Regions from separate parts of the Sus scrofa genome. Here region 1 is linked to region 2. Evidence: chromatin contacts called from public HiChIP or PLAC-seq data. All regions are on one chromosome and are shown on one strand. Each heading gives the region's core, a stretch centred on a gene start, on an enhancer-like site or on the middle of the called end of the contact. The rest is flanking DNA. Distances are from core to core; before and after follow the strand shown.

What was found. HiChIP or PLAC-seq counts read pairs in DNA pulled down with a chosen protein or histone mark.
Region 1: an H3K27ac HiChIP or PLAC-seq map of alveolar macrophages shows a contact between it and region 2. The contact joins two enhancer-like sites. A contact is called at or near these places in 18 of 47 Hi-C or Micro-C datasets (adipocytes, embryonic fibroblasts, epiblast stem cells and 11 more) and 2 of 2 datasets of contacts at active chromatin or transcription factors (alveolar macrophages and skeletal muscle).

What each region holds. Positions count from the first base shown.
Region 1 is chr15:88,101,050-88,107,781 of Sscrofa11.1, forward strand. No RefSeq gene overlaps it. Among named protein-coding and RNA genes, the nearest start is that of DNAJC10, 94 kb to the right of the region's middle. Within about 2 kb of position 3,377, at least 4 of the 83 cell types and tissues checked have an H3K27ac peak or open chromatin away from gene starts, as enhancers often do. A contact at or near this core is called in alveolar macrophages, where this site is marked.
Region 2 is chr15:87,639,654-87,645,792 of Sscrofa11.1, forward strand. All of the region lies in intron 14 of PDE1A (calcium/calmodulin-dependent 3',5'-cyclic nucleotide phosphodiesterase 1A), which reads right to left. Among named protein-coding and RNA genes, the nearest start is that of PPP1R1C, 180 kb to the left of the region's middle. Within about 2 kb of position 2,043, at least 1 of the 83 cell types and tissues checked has an H3K27ac peak or open chromatin away from gene starts, as enhancers often do. A contact at or near this core is called in alveolar macrophages, where this site is marked.

The sequences.
Region 1 (6,732 bases), core at 2,127-4,626, 460 kb after region 2:
AAGATTACCAATCATCCATGAATAAACCAATGTTAAATGTGGGCCTTTCCTCCAGATTTTTCAGCTTCAAAGAATATATATATGATATATTCATGTATATACACAAGTCCTTATTTATTTATCCTTATATATATCTTTACATACATATGTCTCCTTATATATCTCCTAATAAATCTCTTTAAATATATATATCATATATAAATATCTATATATCCTTATATATTCTTTTATACATATATATTTCCATATATATATGTACACTCTTATGTATGTTTTTTTTAAATATATGCCCATTAAATCTGTCAAACACAAAGTTGTTATTAGATCCAAATCATGGCATTTGGGTAGTGGTTTCCAGACTAACAGATCAAAAACTAATTGAGCAATTGACTACAGAAAAATCCTAAACCACGATTAATTAAATCATGGACTCTGTGTAAAGCTGCATGTGTAATTCTTTTTTTTTTCCTTTTTTAAAAATTTTATTTATTTTTTTTTCCACTGTACAGCATGGGGACCAAGTTACACATACATGTATACATAATTTTTCCTTGCATTTTCATGTTGCGATGTAAGTATCTAGACATAGTTCTCAGTGCTACACAGCAGGATATCACTGTAAATCCATTCCAAGAGCAATAGTTTGCATCTGTTAACCCCAAGCTCCCAATCCCTCCCACTCCCTCCACCTCCCCCTGGGCAATCACAAGTCTGTTCTCCAGGTCCATGATTTTCTTTTCTGTAGGTTCATTTGTGCCATATATTAGAGTCCAGATATGAGTGATATCATATGGTATTTGTCTTTCTCTTTCTGACTTATTTCACTCAGTATGAGAGTCTCTAGTTCCATCCATGTTGCTGTATATGGCATTATGTTGTTCTTTCTTACGGCTGAGTAGTATTCCATTGTGTATATATACCACGTCTTCCTAATCCAATCATCTGTCAATGGACATTTGGGTTGTTTCCATGTCTTGGCTATTGTGAATAGAGCTTCAATGAACATGCGGGTGCATGTGTCTTTTTTTTTTAAATTGAAGTATAGTTGATTTACAATGTTGTGTTAGTTTCAGGTGTTCAGCAAAGTGATTCAGTTATATATGTATTCTTTTTCATTATAGTTTATTATAAGCTATTAAATATGGTTTCCTGTGCTATACAGTAGGGCCTTGTAACTGCTAATTCCAGACTCCTAATTTATCCCTCCTTTTGCTTTCCTCCTTTGGTAACCGTAAATTTGTTCTCAAAGTCTGTGGGTCTATTTCTGTTTTATAAATAAGTTCATTTATATCATTTTTTTTTAGATTCTACATATAAATGATATCATATAATATTTGTATTTCTCTGGCTTTCTTGACTTAGTATGAAAATCTCTAGGTCCATTTGTGCTGTTGCAAATGGCATTATTTCATTCTTTTTATAGCTGAATTGTATCCCACTGTATATATATGTACCATATCTTCTTTATTCATTCTTCTGTTGATGGATATTTAGATTGCTTCCATGTCTTGGCTATTGAAATTGTGCTACTTTGAACATTGGAATGCATGTAACTTTTCAAATTGGAGTTTTTAATCTTTTCCTGATATATGCCCAGGAATAGGATTTCTAGATCTAATGGTAGTCCTGTTTTTAGTTTTTTAAGGAAACTCCATACTGTTTTCAATTGTGGATGCATCAATTTACATTCCCATCAACAGTGTAGAAGGGTTCCGTTTTTCACACCATCTCCAGCATTTATTATTTGTAGACTCTTTGATAATGGCCATTCTGACTGGTGTGAGGTGATAGATACTTCATTGTAGTTTTGATTTTCATTTCTCTAATAATTAGTGATGTTAAGCATGTTTTCATGTGACTGTTGGCCATCTGTATATCTTCTTCAGAGAAGTGTCTGTTTAGATCCACTGCCTATTTTTTGATTGAGTTGTTTGGCTTTGGGAATTTTTTAAAATTGAGCTCTATAAGTCATTTGTATATTTTGGAAATTTAGCCCTGTAGGCTGCATCATTTGCAAATATTTTCTCCCATTTTTTAGGTTATCTTTTTGTCTTTTTATGGTTTCTTTTGCTGTGCAAAAGCTTGTAAGTTTGATTAGGTCTTCTTTGTTTATTTTTGCTTTTATTTCTTTTCCCTAGGGAGACTGATTTAATAAAACATTGGTATGGTTTATGGCAGAGAATGTTTTGTCTGTGCTCTCTTTTAGGAGTTTTATGATATCCTAAATTATATCAAGATCTTTAAGCCACTTTGACTTAATTTTTTGTGTGTGGTGTGAGGGAATGTTCTAACTTCATTGATTTACATGTGGCTTTCCAGCTTTCCAACACCATTTGATGAAGAGATTGACTTTCCTCCATTGTGTATTCTTACCTGCTTTGTCAAAGATTAGATGACAGTAGGTGTATGGGTTTATTTCTGGTCTCTATTCTATTCCATTGGCCCATATGTCTGTTTTTTTGTGTGTGTGCCATACCACATTGTTTTAATTACCATAACTTTGTAATATCGTCTGAAGCCCGGAGCATTATGCCTCCAGCTTTGTTCTTTTTCCACAGAATTTTTTTGAAAATTCTAGGTCTTTTGTGTTTCCATATAAATTTTAGGATTATTTGTCCTAGTTCTTTGAAAAATGTCACAGGTAATTTGATAGGGATAACATAAAAATTCTAGATTGCATTTTAATGATATCAATTCTTCCAATCCAGGACCATGGGATATCTTTCCATTTTTTAAAATCATCTTCAATTTCCTTTATCAGTGTTTCATAATTCTCAGCATGTAAGTCTTTCTGCATATATAATTCTTTATGTAATGAATTTGTACCACTGACTGACAATGGGCTATGTAATGCTCAAACAGGATATGGTTCAGAGAAAAAGTAGGTTCCACACTCACTGACTATTAAGCAATCTATGCAGACTCATTGAGCTCGTTTCCTCTTTTGTACAAAGCATGACAGTAACAGTAATATTTATTGCAATGTGATGTTGTGAGGATTTAACATCATAGTGCATGTAAAGCACTTGGCATATGCACTGAAGTACTCAATTTAAAAAATTAATTGTGTTAAGCATTTATAGGATTTGGAATCAAACACAAGGCCTTTCTACACAGTAAAAGACTCTAGCAACTCTCTATACTCTTAGTTAATAATTATAACTCTTACAAGTGCATGTTGTTATAGTTTACAAACTATAGAATGATTAACTGAACTAAAAGATTGAGGCTCTACCTCCAGTTTTGCTGAAATTACTATGCCTGTGTTGAGGCATGACAATTTATCTGAGACTTACTTTCACGTCTGAATGGAAAGGATACAGCCTGCTTCAGTGTATCATGGTGATGATTAACTGTGACAAGGGAGTTAATCATAAATGGCAGAATGACTAGCACATGATTTCTTCTTTCTCAATCCTATTTAAGACATAAGCAAGGCCATTGAAACCCATCAAAATGTTTGAAAATAAGTGGATTCTAAAACAAGAAAAATTTTATGAACACATATTTGAAAGATTAATAATAGTATTAAATTGTTTCAATCTTCAAAATTATAGGAATTTGAAATAGCATAACTCACTCATTTCCTGCATCCTCAGGCACACCTACATCTTGCACGTTTTTGTAGCTGCTTTCTGTTATTTTAATGTAAATATTCCTTTTTGTCTGATGAAATATTTTTTCTTTGGGGTGTTCTTTCCAATAAAATCATTGCTTATCATAAAATCACTATCAATTTATTTTTTTTCACATTTTCTTTTCACATTCCTTGTACAAAGCCACACAAGCATGGTTGGAATTTGTTATTCAAAACACATCAATAATATTGGAGGCCAGGCTACACTTCTCTTTTTTCTGTCAAATTGAAGTCAACTGTTGTAATATTTTGAATATTAATGGAAAGTCTGTCAGATATTCAAATCATAGTAAAACAGTGTTATGCCAGGAAAAAATTGGCAAAGGCCTTGGATATCTAAAGTAAATAAAACATGATTTTTTTTCATTACCTTATTTAAGAATTCATTTCTCAATGGAAAAAAAATATGTGTATTACTGAACAAAATACGCTGAATCCAAAAACAAGGTATTCGTCTTGTCATCCAGAAGTAAAGAATTTGCCTAAAATAAATTTTCTGGTTTTCTGAATAGCTGAATTAGTGATTCATTATTTTTATATTTGGGTAATAAAACTTTATTTTTCAGTTGAAAATAACTTCTAGTAGGCTACTTGAGGATATAAAAGATACATAAATGAAAACTTACAGTGTCAAAGGGGAAAAATAGGAAATTTAGCCACACAAATAAGCATTACATGCTTTGTCATTTTGTGGGAGGGTGATCTCTTTATATGTACTTTGTTTTTATAATGTGTCAGTAGCCTCCCAGAATTTAACTTAAGCATCATTGAGATAGACTGGCAGCTTCTGCAGGGATGGATGGGGTCATTTAGGGAAAGACATCCCCTCTTTGGGAAGAGAGGAAAAGATTTAAGTCTAGTATTGGACTTAAATTCTCTTTAATGTGTGGCCTTTAGAAATACTATGGCATAAATCATATTGTACAATTTTGGAATCATGTGTTCCAATTCAGTTCAGGACAAAGAGCATCTATAGATCAAATGTCTTACCAGACCCAAATTACACAGTGAGCTGATAAACTATCCCAAATGAAATTATATCATTGACAGTAGAAGCTAGGCAGAGGAGGAGATTAAAAGAAAAGAAATTTATCTACCGAGAAAAAATTCACAGAAGAGGAAATGAGCATGAACAGATTAATTTCATGCCCTTCTTAAACACTCTGCTCTAGGAAGCTGATTTTCAAATTTGCTTGAAGATAGCTGTCTACAATTCTTATTTAAAAATTTTCAGATCTCACACCAAAACTGCTAACCTAGAGTGTTCCTGGGGAAGAAATCTGGTAACCTGACAACATGTGCATAAAACAAGGCCCCCATGATTCTTCTCAGCTAAGTTTGGAATACACTGAAAGAAAATGTTGAGTTATTAGCTGAGAAGATGTCTCTGTGTGCTTACAGTGATATTATGAGCCTTGGGGATAATAAACCAAATTCCCAGTAAGTTTATAATCCAGTTTTTGGAGTCAGAATAGGAGCTCTGATTCAGACGAGCAAAACAAAAATATCAAGTCCTCACAATGTGGGGTGAGAGCTTAAGCAGACTCTTGTTATTAAGTAATAACAATAAGTTTGGGGAAATTAAAGCCAGTTGCAGTTACATTAAACAAACAACAACAAAATGAAGACATGCAATATGAATACATGGACGGAAATCTTGACTTTCGTAGTCACATTTTTATTATTTATGCAAAAAATACCTGATGATATCCAATTTATAGATGCTTATTATTAGACCTGATACAGGTTTTTTGAAAGTGCTACACCAATGTAATGGATTATTGTGACCAGGTAGAGTATGAGGGCAAATGTTGGTGTCAGGAGAATGCCAAAATTTGTCCATAAATGTGGATGGGAAAGGACCACAATGGGAATGTGGATTGGAAGGACTGTACAATGCATTTAAATGGCAGCAGATAACATAGCCCCCTCTGGTGGCCTGTAGTTCATCTGCAACTACCCTTTCCAGGGACTGAATAGAAAGAATGAAAAAAGATGCAGTTACTTGAAGAGGAATTGGGTAGCTAGAAGTTATTAACAAGATAAAATTCAGACATATGGAAAAAAATTCATTGCCCACTTCCTGGAAATGGAATGTGAGATGGGAACTTTGTGCAACACAAGTCATTATTTTAAGCAAAGTCAGAATAGGGAAAGAAAAACTAAGCTAGTCCTAAAACTTCAGTTGTCCTTGGTCAGATCTGGCAAAGCTGAGGGTACAAATAAAAATAAAATCTCAGTTTAAAGAGTGAATAGATTCAAGAAACTATAGGTTTATACACAAGAGCTGAAAAGGTAAACTAAGGAGGAAACACTTACTCAACCACAAAGTGGTGTTTAACAGAGACATCTGCTACCAGCAAAAGATCCTGGATGTATCCAGAGGTTTTAAACACACATGGCTTTTTAAGTGTCAGTCAGGTGAGGTACAACAATGGGAGAATGTGTGCATTATTAGAATTGAGAATTCAATGGCTTAAATGCAATCAAATTCAGATTTTGTTATAACCTACTGAGAAACAAAAATAGTTTCTGGGCTAAATTAAACACTGAGTGACCAGTTTCTTAACCATCACATAGCCCATGAACAGCCTAGGGGTGCAGATATGGATAATGTGATTTCTTCATTAATATTGAAAGTTTTTTTAATCTTGAGATTCCGATTTAAAGAACATTCACTTAACACCTATGAAAATCCAGGCAATAGATGAGTCCCTCCCATTTACATTTAATGTGCATGTAATTAGAGAAAAATCATAGTAATGTGGTGATTCCACTATCAGAAAAAAATCCCAAAACTCTGACTAAAGGGTTTTAGTAATTATAGTAACAATAGTATGTTATTACTATAACAATAACAATCAAGTAAAGAAATTAAGTTAAAGGTAATTAAACAATGCAGAGAAAACAATTAGACCTACACATATTGGAACATTTAACCTTTTAAATGTGGTTATAGTCTTCTGAGAACTTAATTACATTCTAGGCATTAAAGAGCATACTATCCCAAATGAAAGCATATAACACAAAGCACAAAAGTCCCAATAACACATACTAATTTTAAGATCTTGCATAAAAATTCTGACCTTGGAAGT
Region 2 (6,139 bases), core at 793-3,292:
TGCATACTCCTGCTTTACTGCACTGATAATATAATGTAGAATGTTAGCTGAAGAGATTAAATTAGGAATAGGAACAATAAAATAAATGTATAATATAATACATAATTTAATTTACTAATACTTTCAAATATGATTTAAAAATTATGAGCAAGATCTCATTTAAACTCTCAATTACATTTTAAACCATAATTAGAGAGAAAATGAGAGTCAGTTCTAGTCTTTAATCTCTGAAAGACTTTTCTTCCCTCTGTTTACATGTCCCTTATGAAATCTAAAAAGTATTCATATATTTTCTCCAAAAGATGCTCAAGATTCATAGTCCTGGGAGTTTAGGAGTTATCATGTAAAATGCATTATGTTTTATAAAAAGGTAATGGAAAAGAGTAACTGAAATATTTTATGAATATTTACAAACATAACCTTTAAAGTAATTCAATACAAAGTAACATGGACATATTTTTGTTTTTTTAAAAAAATCTATTTTTATTTTCTCTAAGCAATAGATGTAAGAATGAGTTGCACTATTAGGGACTAATAGGGATTGCTGGCAAATACGGAAAAAAAAGATCTGGAGTTCCCATTGTGGCTTAGCAGGTTAAGAATCTGACTAGTATCCATGAGGATGTGGGTTTGATCTCTGACCTTGCCCAGTGGGTTAAGGATCCAGCATTACCACAAGCTTCAATGATAAGGTGTAGATACGGCTTGGATCTGGCATCGCTGTGGCTGTGGCATAGGCCGGTAGCTGCAGCTATGATTCGACCCCTAGCCAGGGAACTTCCATATACCGCAGGTGCGACCCTAAAAAGAAAAAAGAAAAAATCTAACAAAGTTCTATGAGATGAGTGCAGAGTGATTGACATAGGTTTTTGTGAAAGCACTACTGTATAATTGGTTTGGGTGTGATGTTTAGGCTCACAACTCTATTTATTCTTGTGAATACTTCAGCATCTATCAGCACTGAAGATAAAGATTTACTGAGGAAGGCTCTGTAAGTGCCCTAAATTTGAGAAATACAGCCTGAAGCCCACGCAGCCTTGTTTCCATATGACACCAAGGACACGATCTAGGTTTTCCCTTGAGAAGCAAAGGAGGAAGATAAAAGTGGCATTCCGATGGGATTACTTCCCATTTTTCCAGGGGCAGCTTATTCACACCCTGTGAAACCAAAAGGAAGAATCAGCCTGATTTAAATTGTGGAACTTCCAAAATGGACAGGAGTATCTGTGGGAGTCAGAGGGGAGAGTGTGAAACAACAGTTTCTTGCATTTGTCCCTAAAGTTCCCTAAGTTAGACATTGGGTGGAAATGAGAACAAATCGGCTATTTACACTATGTTATAGCGCTCCTTTTTTTTTTAACTGGTTTTTATGATCCTGTAAATATTTTCTAGGAAAAATAATTTAACTGAATTCAAGTTCCTAAACATGTCTTAAGATTGCCTTAGACCTTGGTACAAAACAGAGAATGAGGTCTCATTTTTTTTGTTTGTTTGTTTTTAAAACAGATTCACCTATGTTCAAAAGTGTCAGTTTCCCTCTGAAACATTTTTTAAAACTATTAACCACACTGGAAAATCTCAAGGAATTTAAAATTATTTCAGTTTGTATCACATAATTCAGTTAGTTTTAAATCATTCAAATTAAAAGAAAGATGAACCTCTGATCTTTTTTTCCTGTAAAGTAGTGAAAACACTTGACAAATGTTAACTGAGTAATATTGCCTTAATTCAACAATCATACTTTATTTTTAATTTCCCTCCCTACAAAAGGGAAATTCCTACAAAAACTTCCTTCCTAGAAAAGCTGTTTATCTTGTTGACGAGCTGATGCTGCATACTATTAACTAATCTGGTTTTGTTGCCACTTACTGGCCACAGTGGTCCGTGCCCATGTGGACAAATTGACGTAAGTACTGCTGCTGAAGTACTCAGAAACAAAACACACACTCTCAGTTTTCAGGTTCAAAAGTCATGTCCATATATGGGGCAAAATTTCTTGGAAAATACTTAGTCAAGCACTGTACTTCCTCATTCACACCTCCAGAAAACATCTAGGTTTCTCATTTCCTGGTCACAGACTGAGGTTTTCGCCCCAAGTAGCAAGAAGGATAAGTGTAGCCTTCAGATTGGAGTTGGGAAAGGTCTGACTCATTATTTCAGTGCAATTGTTTTCATTTCTATGAAACCAAAAGGAAGATGAGGGAGAGAAAAGAACTAGAAGATGACACTTCTTCCCAAACTGGTATCAAAGTAATTCTAATCAAAATCCTATGTTTCCCCTTCTTTTCAGTGGAACATATGAGCTACTAAGCCAAAAGCAGGTCTCAAAAGCCTTTTTTTTTTTTTTAATCTTTTTAAGGGCCATACCCATGACATATGGAAGTTCTCAGGCCAGGGGTCGAATCAGAGCTGTAGCCGCTGCCCTACACCACAGCCACAGCAACTCAGGATCTGAGCTGCATTTGCAACCTGCACACCACAGCTTGTGGCACCACCAGATCCCTAACCCACTGAACGAGGCCAGGGATCGAACCTGGGTCCTCATGGATACTAGTCAGACTCATGATGGTCTGCTGAGCCACGATGGAAACTCCTCAGAAGGCTTTAATGAATGAGATTATATGGACATATTCTATGACTCTATAGCAATTATGTAGGAAATAAGTCACAAAAAAGAAATTGAAAAACACTAGTATGTTTTAACAATTTAATACATATTCTAATACCTCAAGCTTGCCTTAAGCTAGCTCTAGGTTTCCTTCTGGTTCTAAACAGCTGTGATTTGTGCCCAATGCAGTTCTGGTAGCGTCTCAGTTTCCACGTTGCCTCCTTTTCTCACTTCTTAATCTTCTTTGAGCCTAGTATTTTGGGGTTTGAATCAATATCAAACAAATCAGAAAATTACCCAGTATAGTAAGAAACATAGTGCATTCCAGACCGACCACCCAGATTTAATTCTGGGACATAACTAGTTTTTCTCAAGCACACATTCTCTTTGAGAAGATGGGAAAGAAAGCAGATCTGGGATTGATTTATGGTTTTTGTTCCAATCTAGGTGGATTTACTCAATATTATATGTGTCTTTCATTCCTGTTGATGTTCACAGTGAAAGTTTATTTATCTTAACAGATTATGCTGTTTCATAATACAAATACATTAGAGCTTATAAATCCATTTTACTGTTATCACATTTTTTTGCACTTGTTAACAATGCTGTAGTGCATGTTTTGTTTATGTCTTGAGATGCAGATGAATAAAGTCTCTCTAAGGTAAAAATATAGAAGTGAGATTGCTGGGGAATGCACGTGCATCCTCAGCTTTTCTAGAGAACGCCAAAGTGTTCTGAAAAATGATTATAGAAATTTAAACATACACAATTAATGTGTAGGAAAACAAAAACTCTGGCATTGATGGTTCTCTGGATTTCATAGCCCATACCTAATCTGTTAACAAATCCTATCAGTTCTATTTTCAGGATATATCCAGAATCCAATCTATTTTTGCTATCCTTTTCTACTCATGGATACTAGTTCATGTATCCACAATTTAGACACTTCTCCCTCTACCACAACCACCTGAACTAAGTCCCCATCTTTGTTTCTGAGTTATAAACAACAGTCTCTTTCTGGCCTCCTTGTTTCCATTTTTTGTCTCTGAAACATAGTATTTTCCATTCCGTAGCCAGAGTAAACCTTTTAAAGTATCAGTTCAGATCATTTTATTTTCTCCTTTAGAACCATACATTGTGTTTCCTAACTCTTTGGGATCCAAACCAGTGATGTGGCATCATATACCCATCTGTCATTGCCTACACTACTCCCACTTGCCCAATTTCCCTGTTTCACTTGCCTCCTCTTATATCTTGCACGTCAGGCAAACTCCATCTTCCAGATATTTTGCTGGTCACTACCTCTGTCTGAAAACTTATTCCCCTACCCTTTACCCCAGGTCTCACCATAGCTCTTTCTGACTGTTCATGTATTTCTTTACACTATCACTTTCTCAGTAAAGCCTTTCCCTAATCACCTTATTTAAAATTGCAATCCTGCTCCTAACTCTCATTCCTTCTTTCATGAAGGTATGTTTTATTGTTTCTTTAGTTTTTTACTGTGTCCCTAATTCCTAGAACACACAGCAAAAGCACAGTAAATAATAATTATAGTAATAATAACAACAGCCAAGTAAAGTGGCTACTATTTTAGGTACTTCTAAGGTACTTCTAAATTAACTCATTTAATTCTCCCCAAAACCAATGTGGAGAAAGAGGACTTCCTCTTAGTGATGTAAATAGGCTGAGTGTTTCCTTTCCACAGAAAACAAGCATAAAAAGTTGGAAAACATTAACAAGAACAACTATTTAATCACCCTGGAAATCAATCAAGGCAACACAACACTTTGAGAATATTTATTCTTGAAAAATTTCTGGAGGTTCTGGTAAGCATAGCAGGAACCTGCAGCTATTTCCAACCTCTGCCACCAACACCAGCTTGAGAATGGCAGCAGAAACCAACTTTGCTGCCAGAGGTGGCAACTCAATTTGGGATGGGACAAGAGAGCAAAACCCCCTGGTTTCTCCAACATAAATGATGCCCATGGCTAAATTACAAGATGATGATGTTAGAGTATTTAATTAAGCACAGGACCATTCTGAGTGTGGGGGACTGTGTGACTGCACAGTTTATACATCTAGGAAGTGGTCCTTGTAATGGCTGTGTAGAACCACAGATATTTGGGAAACTCTATTTCCTTTTGACTAAGCTTATGTGCTGGGAAAACATGAGTTACAGAGTGGGATGATGGCATTAGGATCAATATTTCTTTTGTTTTCTAATAGCAGAGGTGGAGGAATAATGTAACACTATCTAGGATTAATTAACTATTTAATTAAATAAATATTTACTGAGTATCTGTGTATGTCCAGCACTGAGCAAGGAGCTAAGGACACCCTAGAAAACATAGCAGACCATGGCTCTACTTTTGAGGATAACAGGTTTCCATGTGCAAGACAGATAATAGGTAAAGCAATAAATAAACACCACTGATTATGGACAAGTGATACCACTTTGAAGTAACTAAACTGGTTTTGAGTAGGGAAAAACAGGCAGAGGACATTATTCCTAGTGGTCATGAAGGGCCTCCTTGGGGGCTGCCCAGCACGGGATTTTAGGGCATTGTGTTTAGAGAGAAAGAATGAATTCCAGCTCCTCCACTTACTAGTTGTGGGATTTGAGGCAAGTCACATAAGTGCCTTCTGCCTGTTTCCTTACCTGTAAAATCGGGATAATAGTATATACTTCAAAAACTCCACGTGAGAATTAATGAGTTACTAAAATTCCACAGTGTCTTTCAAATTAAAAATAAAAAGCTGACCTGCCAGCCAGGAAGGAATCAGTCTTGCAGAGAACTCCAATAAGAAAATTCCTGGATGAAGAAACAATCATTGCAAAGATCCTGGGGCATGGTAAGAACCTGCCAGAAGGCCACTGTGCAGGGAGTATAGAGCATGAGAGGAGGCTAGCAGGAGGCAGGGTGAAAGGAGGCAGGGGCCAGATCTGGAATTCGGAAACTAATTTCCTTCATGAAAGATAACTGACACTAACTCACATACCTTGGAAATCAAAGAGACCAATTAATTTGAATCAAAATTATGTCAGAAATAACTAAGCTAGCTTCCATTTGTTTTCTTTGGTAGTAGATTACACATGGTTTTCCCAACTTGTGAGTGAAATGGTCAGGAAAGAAGTCAGTAAAAGTGAAAAAAGCATACCCTCAAATCTTTGACACTAAGTGCTGCATACCTAATGCAACACAAAAGCTTCTTAGAAAACCTAAAACACAGGATCAAAAGCACCTCTAGAAATGAAGGAAGTTATTGTGCTATGTGAAGGTTTTTTTTTTTTTTTTTTTTTTGTCTTTTTGCCTTTTCTAGGGCCGCTCCCGCGGCATATGGAGATTCCCAGGCTAGGGGTCGAATCAGAGCTGTAGCCGCCAGCCTACGCCAGAGCCGCAGCAACGTGGGATCCGAGCCGTGTCTGCAACCTTCACCACAGCTCACGGCAACGCTGGGTCCTTAACCCACTGAGCAAGGCCAGGGATCGAACCCGCAACCTCATGGTTCCTAGTCGGATTCGTTAACCAC